Regions from separate parts of the Xenopus tropicalis genome. Here region 2 is linked to region 1. Evidence: chromatin contacts called from public Hi-C data. All regions are on one chromosome and are shown on one strand. Each heading gives the region's core, a stretch centred on a gene start, on an enhancer-like site or on the middle of the called end of the contact. The rest is flanking DNA. Distances are from core to core; before and after follow the strand shown.

Evidence for each region. A called contact is a pair of places that touch in the nucleus more often than the background predicts.
Region 2: a Hi-C map of gastrula embryo shows a contact between it and region 1, with 2.0 times the contacts expected there. The contact joins two enhancer-like sites. A contact is called at or near these places in 2 of 5 Hi-C or Micro-C datasets (gastrula embryo and neurula embryo).

Annotation. Positions count from the first base shown.
Region 1 is chr2:120,648,529-120,652,569 of UCB_Xtro_10.0, reverse strand. pcca (propionyl-CoA carboxylase alpha chain, mitochondrial) reads left to right here. Exons shown (of 24, transcript XM_002937086.5): 8 at 3,805-3,841. Among named protein-coding and RNA genes, the nearest start is that of pcca, 87 kb to the left of the region's middle. Within about 2 kb of position 1,674, at least 3 of the 11 cell types and tissues checked have an H3K27ac peak or open chromatin away from gene starts, as enhancers often do. A contact at or near this core is called in gastrula embryo and neurula embryo, where this site is marked.
Region 2 is chr2:120,919,899-120,924,479 of UCB_Xtro_10.0, reverse strand. All of the region lies in intron 1 of clybl (citramalyl-CoA lyase, mitochondrial), which reads left to right. Among named protein-coding and RNA genes, the nearest start is that of clybl, 83 kb to the left of the region's middle. Within about 2 kb of position 1,994, at least 2 of the 11 cell types and tissues checked have an H3K27ac peak or open chromatin away from gene starts, as enhancers often do. A contact at or near this core is called in gastrula embryo and neurula embryo, where this site is marked.

The DNA of each region.
Region 1 (4,041 bases), core at 425-2,924:
AAACAGACATACAGTGTTCATCTCCACGATCTAAAGCCATCTACAAAAATAAATAGTATTTTAACTGGTTGGCCAATAAGCAGATACCTGCTATAATTATACATTCACTGCACATTAACATAAGTGTGTAATAAAGTATAGGTACACTGTACATGGATTCTTTAAAAGAGAACTAAAGCTTACAGGAAAACTATACCCTCAAACAATGTAGGTCTCTATAAAAATATATTGCATAAACAAGCTCATGTGTAAAACCTCGTTTCATCTAAATAAGAGAAAAATACTTTTTTAGAAGTGCACACAAACAAGCCAAGGCACACATACATGCTAAGCCACATCAGTCAATTAATAGACGGAGTTCTGTCTTTTGCTTCCACACTACTTCCTCTTACAGTTAGAGCTGCATTATTTCTGGCCATGTGATCTCTGAGAGAGCACACAAAAGGTGGCCATACAGGTAAAGATCCGCTCGCATGGCGAGGTCGCCAAGCGAGCGGATCTTCTCCCGATATCCCCACCTACAGGTGGGCGATATTGGGCGAATTTAGGCTAATTTGATCCGACTGAATCTTTTTACCTGTCGATCGATATCTGCCTGATTTCAGGCCAGATATCGGTCGGGCAGGCCCATCGTTGTTGCCCCTACACGGGCCGATAAGCTGCCAAATCTGTCTAAGGGACCGATATCGGCAGCTACAATCGGCCCGTGTATGGCCACCTTAAATGGTGGATCAAGAGAAAGGGTGTAAAGGGTAATATTTACTGATATATTCCAGTTTGGCAAGATTCTTTAATAGGTCACTTAACATAATATAAATTATCTGTCAGTTAAGTATTTATTCTGGGGGTATAGTTTTCCTTTAACTAAAGAAATAGAAAATAAATGTAGTGCATTATGTTTGGGCTTCTGTACCAGCCCAAGGCAACCCCAGCCCTTTAGATCTGTGCCCCCAAAGATGCCCCCAGTAGTTCCCAATCTTCTTTTCTGCTGATTCACTGCACATGTTCTGTGCTGCTGTCAGTTACTGAGCTTTTTGGTTAGAGTAGTCAGTTTAGTATATAAAATACTGCATTTTTCGCCATTTTCATTTTTAGGGTTTAGTTCTCCTTTAAATTTGAGCCCTAAATAAATTCTGTAGGTGGACTGATATGTTTTGCTGTTTTTGGAATTTTGGGTATAGGGTTCTGAGTGCCATGGTCTCATACTGTAGCTGGTTAGCTACATAGTTACAGGGATGTACATTTTATGACTTTATACGTATGAAAAATTTTTTTTTAGCTTGCTTGTTTTTTTTGCTTGTGGATGGTCAAGTTTGATGTAAACTTAATAAGCGAGGATCCTGTAATGATGGTTCCTCTAAGTTTATAAAACATAATGTACATAGTGACATTGAAAATAACTGATGCACACTTTCCCTAATACATAGTGCTTTTGAGAACTTTCTTTCTTAAATTCTTGGGCTTTTGGTACATTCTGGGTTTTGTAGTTCAACTAAAGCTCTGACAGATCTCCCATTTAGTTAGTTTTTGTAAGTTCTGCTTACAGTGTCTGCTTCTTAACCTGATTGCTGGCCCCCATCAGCTCTGCTTTGTTGAGGTATCTAAACAAAAACTGGTTTTGTTTGACTTTGCCTTTTAATTGCATTTTTGCAAACGTGATCAGATTTGCAAGCAAAAAGAAATGCAAAAAGTTTCAAACTCTTTTCTAATCACGGCCCTTCATCATTCATCACTCTTCCTGCATTTTACTCAAGAGGCTCTAATTGTCTGCATTTGGCAGGTTTAACACTTCCTGACAGAGAGGCGATTAGAGGGAAGTATTCTCGCATAACTGTCACAGGCAGGAACAAAGAGCCTTCAAACTCAATGTGAACAAGCCACTAACATCCCTAAATTACCTCTTGTTCATGAATTCTGTCCCTTTAAGCTAGATTTCTAAAAAGGCAATGCCATAGAAAAAATAAACTGGTCCAATAAAATTATAAACCTATATTTTTCTTTTTTCTTCTGAATTTATCTATGAGCCTGTGATTTAAAAAAAAAAAATGGTTATTTTGAAGAAATCTCATTAGCAGATGTGACTGCTCAGAATAAAGAGACTTAAAACTAACCTTTTTCTCAAAACTGCTTTGAACTTAACAAGCACCGATTTGTGGAGCAGACTAGTTAATGAAAGGAAATTAAATTTTTTTGCCAACTTCCCCTGCTAGCGTCCTTCATGGGCCTTTAGCAAGGTACCAAAGAAATACTTTTTATTCATATATATTTTTATTTTCACCTTTTGTTTCTTTCATTTGGTAAATGGAAATGTATTTGTATGTTTCTAAAAAAACAAAAGGCTAAAAGGTACAGCTTTTAATCTAGGGCAAGCATACACATATGTAAACATTGAAACAGCTTACTGGGAGGAACACTTTGGTAGTAATCTTTTGTGAAGTAAAATTGGCTTGTAAATAAACTGTAACCCTTTTTTGGGCTACACCAATATTGTTATCTGTTAAACAGTGGGAACACATTTACAAAGCACTTTACAGAAATGATACAGTATATCAGTCACATCAGTCTCTTCCCCAGTGGCGCAATCTAAAGGTCCCCATACATGGGCAGATCCGCTCGCTTGGCCAAGCGAGCGGATCTTCTCCCGATATCCCCCACCTACGGGTGGGTGATATCGGGAGAATCCAGTGTAATTTGATCGAATTATAATGACGGGCATAGGCAAAGTCGGTCTGGGGACCACATCAATGAACTGATGCGCTCCCTGATCCGACTAGATTTTCTAACCTGCCGATCGAGATCTGGCCGATTTCAGGCCAGATATCGGTCGGGCAGGCCTGTCGGGAGTGCCCATACACGGCCTGATTAGCTGCCGAATCGATCCAATAAGGATTAATTATATCTTAGTTGGGATCAAGTACAAGGTACTGTTTTATTATACCAGAAAAAAAGAAAATACATTTTAAAAATAATAATTATTTGCTTATAATTGGGTCTATGGGAGATGGCCATTTCGTAATTTTGGATAACGGGTTTCTGGATAAGGCATCCCATACCTGTACTAGTCTTACACCAGCCTACAGTATCTTCTCAGAAACAAAGTAGCATCATTGGGGAAATACAACAGCGTTTTCAAATATTAGTTTCAGCTGTCAATCTTATAGATGAACCCACAGGGTGACAACCTACCTAAGTTTTAGTAGCCTTTATGTTGTATTTTAGTTGTATTTACTCTTTTAAAAAAACAAATTCTTCTGCTTTCAAGCTAAGCCATGCAGCAGGATGTAGCTTTCTGAGTCGCAGAATCCAGAACTTTATTTATTTTCACTTCATTGTTTCCCTTTCTAAGCAGACATTAAACTTACAAAGCATATAACAATAGAGAATCAACTCCCCCTGCTGACTGTTTCATGGAAAACATGACACATTGAAAGAGGAGAAGACAGAAACAAGCTGTAGCAGACAGGGTTTAATGCTCTGATTTACAGCCCATTATTGATTGTAAACTCCAACATTTAATCACTTCATTTTTGCCACTGCAGAAAGTCATCTAAAAATGGCAGCTCCGTTTCCTGTCAGCTGATTTAGAAGGGCTTTGAGTTTTTCACCATATAATAATGATGAGGTAGAATTTACATTCCACTTATGGTATTAATTTTACATTCCTCTGAATGAAAAGGGTCAGAAGGTTGTAAAATCAAACATTAAATGAATCGGAGGAGACAGTAGTGCAATATACGACTGCCCTAAGGACACAGTGCAATGGCTGATGGGATTAACATTGGGTCTCATTTCCTGCTTTTACAGGATGCAGATGAAGCTGTCAGAATTGCAAGGGAAATTGGTAAGTTCTTAAATTAGCCATGGTGGGATTTGTATGCCTCTCAGCAGACATGGTTGACTAAATTAAATGTTTAGTAGGTAATCCCTATAGAACAAATAACGTTTTAATAGTTTAAGATCTCATTTGCCTGTGGCTCTGAAGAGCTCTTGTATTTTCGCCTTTTCTTTTAAAAGATCCAGTGTTATCTTTGCAAATTGGTT
Region 2 (4,581 bases), core at 745-3,244, 270 kb before region 1:
AATGGTTGATACTGTATCTCCATTCTGTGTATTATAGAATGTCAATTCAGGATATCAGTAAAAACAGAGAAATATATTTTAGCTGTGAATGGATATGGTAGGTTCATTCATAATGTTAACTGGATAAGTGAATAGAATTATACATCTCTAAACTACCCAGAATAATTAATTAGGTTGAAATATAGGACTTTGTGGAGTAAAATCTTGTTCTGGCTAATATCAGCAAGTGCAAAAAAAGATATTGGGCGAAAATACAATCTAATCTCTTGGTGGTTCTTTAAATAGAGCTGTAACTGTATCATTTTGATTTAGAATTTTCAAAGAAAAACAAAGTTATTTGAAAGGATTTCAGGGAATTGCAGAGTTCACACATTTAAAATAAAAAACAGCTTGGAATTCCTTAAGTGTTAAAGAAGTGGGAAGATAATAGATCCATTTAACAGCCTTGCTTTACTTGATGTATGAAGGTGGATTGATGAGTAATTCCCATAACAGTTTGCTGGTGGTTTAATACATAGCATCATTACCAAAAGAAAAGACCAAAAGAATTGCAGAGGACAAGGCGCTGAGACAGTTTTTCCCTTTTGCTTTTTAAGGAAGCTTGTCTTTGATGAGATATAGCTGCAGGCTATCGTTTTACATTTTATGTCAGCTACCTTTGTAAGAGGCTCATTATTGATGCCGAGTTCTGTTTTAATTCACACTTCTCTGCTAATCAATTACAGCGTTTATCCATTAATCAGGTATTTTGACAGGGTCAATAACTGCTTTTCACTTTTGTGATCTTCTTGCATGTTACTCCGTAAATAATAACAGTCAATAGGCTAGTTGTGAAAAGCGCCTTTTTCCCAGGCTGTTTTGCAAAACGAAAAAAAGCTCTGGAAGTAAGTTAACCTATTTGTGTGTATTTTTTTTGGGGGGGGGGGGTGGTATGACGTATATGTAATGCAAGTTATGCAGAAGTAGGAATAATATGTTGTTTTTTGAATATTTAATAAAATTGCACTGTGTTAATAAGGCAATTGTGTATTAAAAAAGACCATTATGAATTAGCATTTTCCTGTTTTCCTTCTTTATTGGTCTGTTACTTTATTTACATTTCGGTTCACAGAATATTTCATGGTCCTCATTAAAGACTGATATTTGATTAATAACTGAGTGTTGGAAAGGTTTAATTTTTTCCATTTTTGTCTGCATTTGAGTGAGTTGGATTTTAGTGAATGGTGAGAAATGTCTGTAATCATGTAATTTTTTTTATCTGTGCCACATTTCCTGCTGAACCCCAACAAAGTAAAGCATCAGAGAAATTATATTCTTTTATTTTGGTCAGTGGTGTAGATGACAGAGGGCAAAATTCTAATTTGTAATGTAAAGCCTTTGTGGGGGTCACCCACTGTACACAGGTTGATAGTAACAGGTTTCAATTATCTTTTTATGATGGCTGTACCAACATCTAATTGTTTCTCATCAAGTGCAGAAAGAAAAGGCAGTTCTTCTGTAGATTTTTCAATTCTTCTACATGTCACTTAGCTGTCTTCTCCATTGTCCGAGATCCTTTCTCTCATCCCTTTCGTAGCAATGAGTTGTGTCATTCCCTCATGATCAGCACTTTTGTTTTCTTTGTTTTTTCAGTACCTCAGAAGTCCATCTTTCCTTTCATCTCCTTCCCATTCATGCATAAGGGAACAGTTGTGCTCTGTTGTGGGGATGTTCCGCTGGATTTCAAACAGTAGGGTTTCTTTTCATGCCCTTCTGAGTAGTACAATGGAACTGAATGTCTGTTGCACAATCCAAACACTAATATGCCTGGTTATTTTGTTTCTAAGAAGTCAATAAAACCTCTAAATTTGGACTTTTGGCTTGCTATTTAATGTTTAGCCATAAATCTGTTTGTTTCAGGTTGTGTAGTAAAATCCTCAGCATTAAATTCAGGCATTAAGTTAACTTGCAGTTGGTGCTGGCAGAAGACTATTTTCACACAAAAGGACTTGGCACTCCTCAGCAGTCATGATAAGAGTGTGAAGTCTCAGCCAGATCTAATTAATGTGGAGTGTGTGTGCTAGGAATTGGGGGGGGGGTGTCTGTGATCTTGGATTTGCTTTGGCAAAACTTTTTACCTTGTGCAGTCATTGAAAAATAAATATATTAAATTTAGACTTTGCATTTACCATTTTTGTGCCAGGCTTTTTAACTTGTTACGTTTTAGAATGATAGAAAATTAAGTGTTAAGGGGCAATGCCATCTAATATTGTTGTGTTAAGAGAATTCTCAAAAACAACTTTACTAGGTCATAAAGAAAACATACTTAAACAATAGGTATGTGTATACCTTTTATAGAAGTCATTTCTGCATTTAGACTAATAATTTTTCTAAATCTTAGGTATTCATTACAGTTTAGGTGCATGTTTATACAATGACAAAACCTAATATGCTTTATGCATAATGCTCTTAAACTGATTTATATTTGAAAATTATTTTTTTATAGTTTTTAAATTTATTAATTTCTGTGCTTTCTCAACCAAACATTTTATTCTACTGATGGATCTTGGAATAAATGATGTAAAATTAAAAGAATATGAAGAAAAATGATTGTTGAAAAACATATATGTTATAAAAGTAATGAAAAAATATAAATGTTATGGGGTAACCTTGCCACCAAATAAATGTATTCTTAATACAATGCTTAATAAAAGTATGTATTTCTCAATTGGTTAAAACCTATTAAATGCATGCCTGGCCAGTCTTCTAGTCAACTAACTGTCCTAATTCATAAAATATTGCACAAACCAATTCATTAGCAGTTTCTTATATGTAAAATCAGTAAAAAGTATATGCTTTTAGGAACTCAAGATATTAAAAAGATAATTTCAGTCCAAGGGCTTGTCTCCAGGGCTGTAGTAAAGAAAGGTAATGGAGAAATTATTGTGAAGAATATGAAAGATAACGTGAAAATTCAATGAACCATAAAATGAACCATAAAGTTGTTGCCACTCTTCCTCTGTCCCAGCAAACATGCACACTTCTGGATGAAACAAAGATGGCCGTGCTTTCCCCTACTGGTTTGTGTACCACTGCACAGTATACAGTTTCCAGTCTTTATATACAGCATTTCTATGCCCATAGTTACCCATGGATGCTGCTAATATATACAGACTAATTACATTACATTACATTAACATTTATTTATAAAGCGCCAACATATTCCGCAGCGCTGTACAATAAGTGGGTTTCATACATTGGACATACAGAGTAACATATAAAGCAATCAATAACCGATACAAGAGGTGAAGAGGGCCCTGCCCAAAAGAGCTTACAATCTACAAGGAAAGAGCTTACAATCTACAAGGAATATAAAGAGTAACTCGTGGGGCTACAAAACAAGGCATTAAATTGCATCTTATTGGATAACCCTTTATGTGCCAATGATATAAATAAAAAAAAAATAATTCTGCAAAGTGGCTTTTGCATAATTCTTATAGATAAATGGAATACATTTCCCTTTATCACCTCTATGCTCAGCAATTTTAATGTTGGTTCCCTTAGCCTTCTCCCAGTATTTTTCCCAGTATATAACAAATAAAATATTTCCATTTCTCCTGTTACTTTTATCCTTGGGTTGCAGTACCTTGACTTCTAATTTCTCTTTAATAGTAGGTTTCTTCTATTTTTTTAAACAAGGCTTTTTCCAATAACTCCTACCACTATCCAAGATGTACCAGTGCTTTAATATAATATTAGTTGCTTTATTGTGATCCATAATATAATCCAAATATTAAAGGTCTGTTTGACAAGACCCTTATCTTGACTCATAACTTCCAATACGTGATACAATGGGAAGCTATAGAGACTTGGTACTCTTTAGCAAGACCTTTCTTTAATTTTTCATATGTAGTAATAAATCCAAACAGCCTGTTGCCCTCTACAAGAAAATCTAATAACTATGTTACAGCTATTTTTATTTTTTTTAACTTTGTTTTTATTTTCATTTTTCAGACATATCTATTACAGTAGTTTCTGTAACGTCTTATTTCGCATATATGTCTCTTGAATAACAATGCTAAAGGTGCAAGTCTTTTAAAATTAACATTTATAACATAACTTAAACTTTTAGCTCATACCTGTTAATGAGAAATGTTTTTCACTGTGGGTAGGTTGCAAATAATCTATTTGTTTTGTTACAGGTATTTTCATTATCTTATAATTCATTAAAGGGGTTGTATGCCTTTAATTTAACTTTTAGTATGATCGGTCTAGAGCCTGCTTTTGTAAGACAATTTTCAGTTGCGATTCTTTAATTATTTAGCTTTGTGTTCTGCAACTCTCCAACCAGCTATCCGGTTGCTAGGTTCCAGTTTACCATAACAACCAGGCATTGGTTTCAATAAGAGACTAGAATGTGAATAGTAGAGGGCCTGAATAGAAGGATAAGAAAAAAAAGTAGGCCCCTGGAGACACCCCTGCTTTCCTGTACCTCATTTTAAAAGGCAGAGATGCACCTAAATCTCTGTACACTGATATAATCCAAAAATGTATTACACAGAAACACTAGGAGCAAACCGGAACCCTTAAAGGAGAATGCAA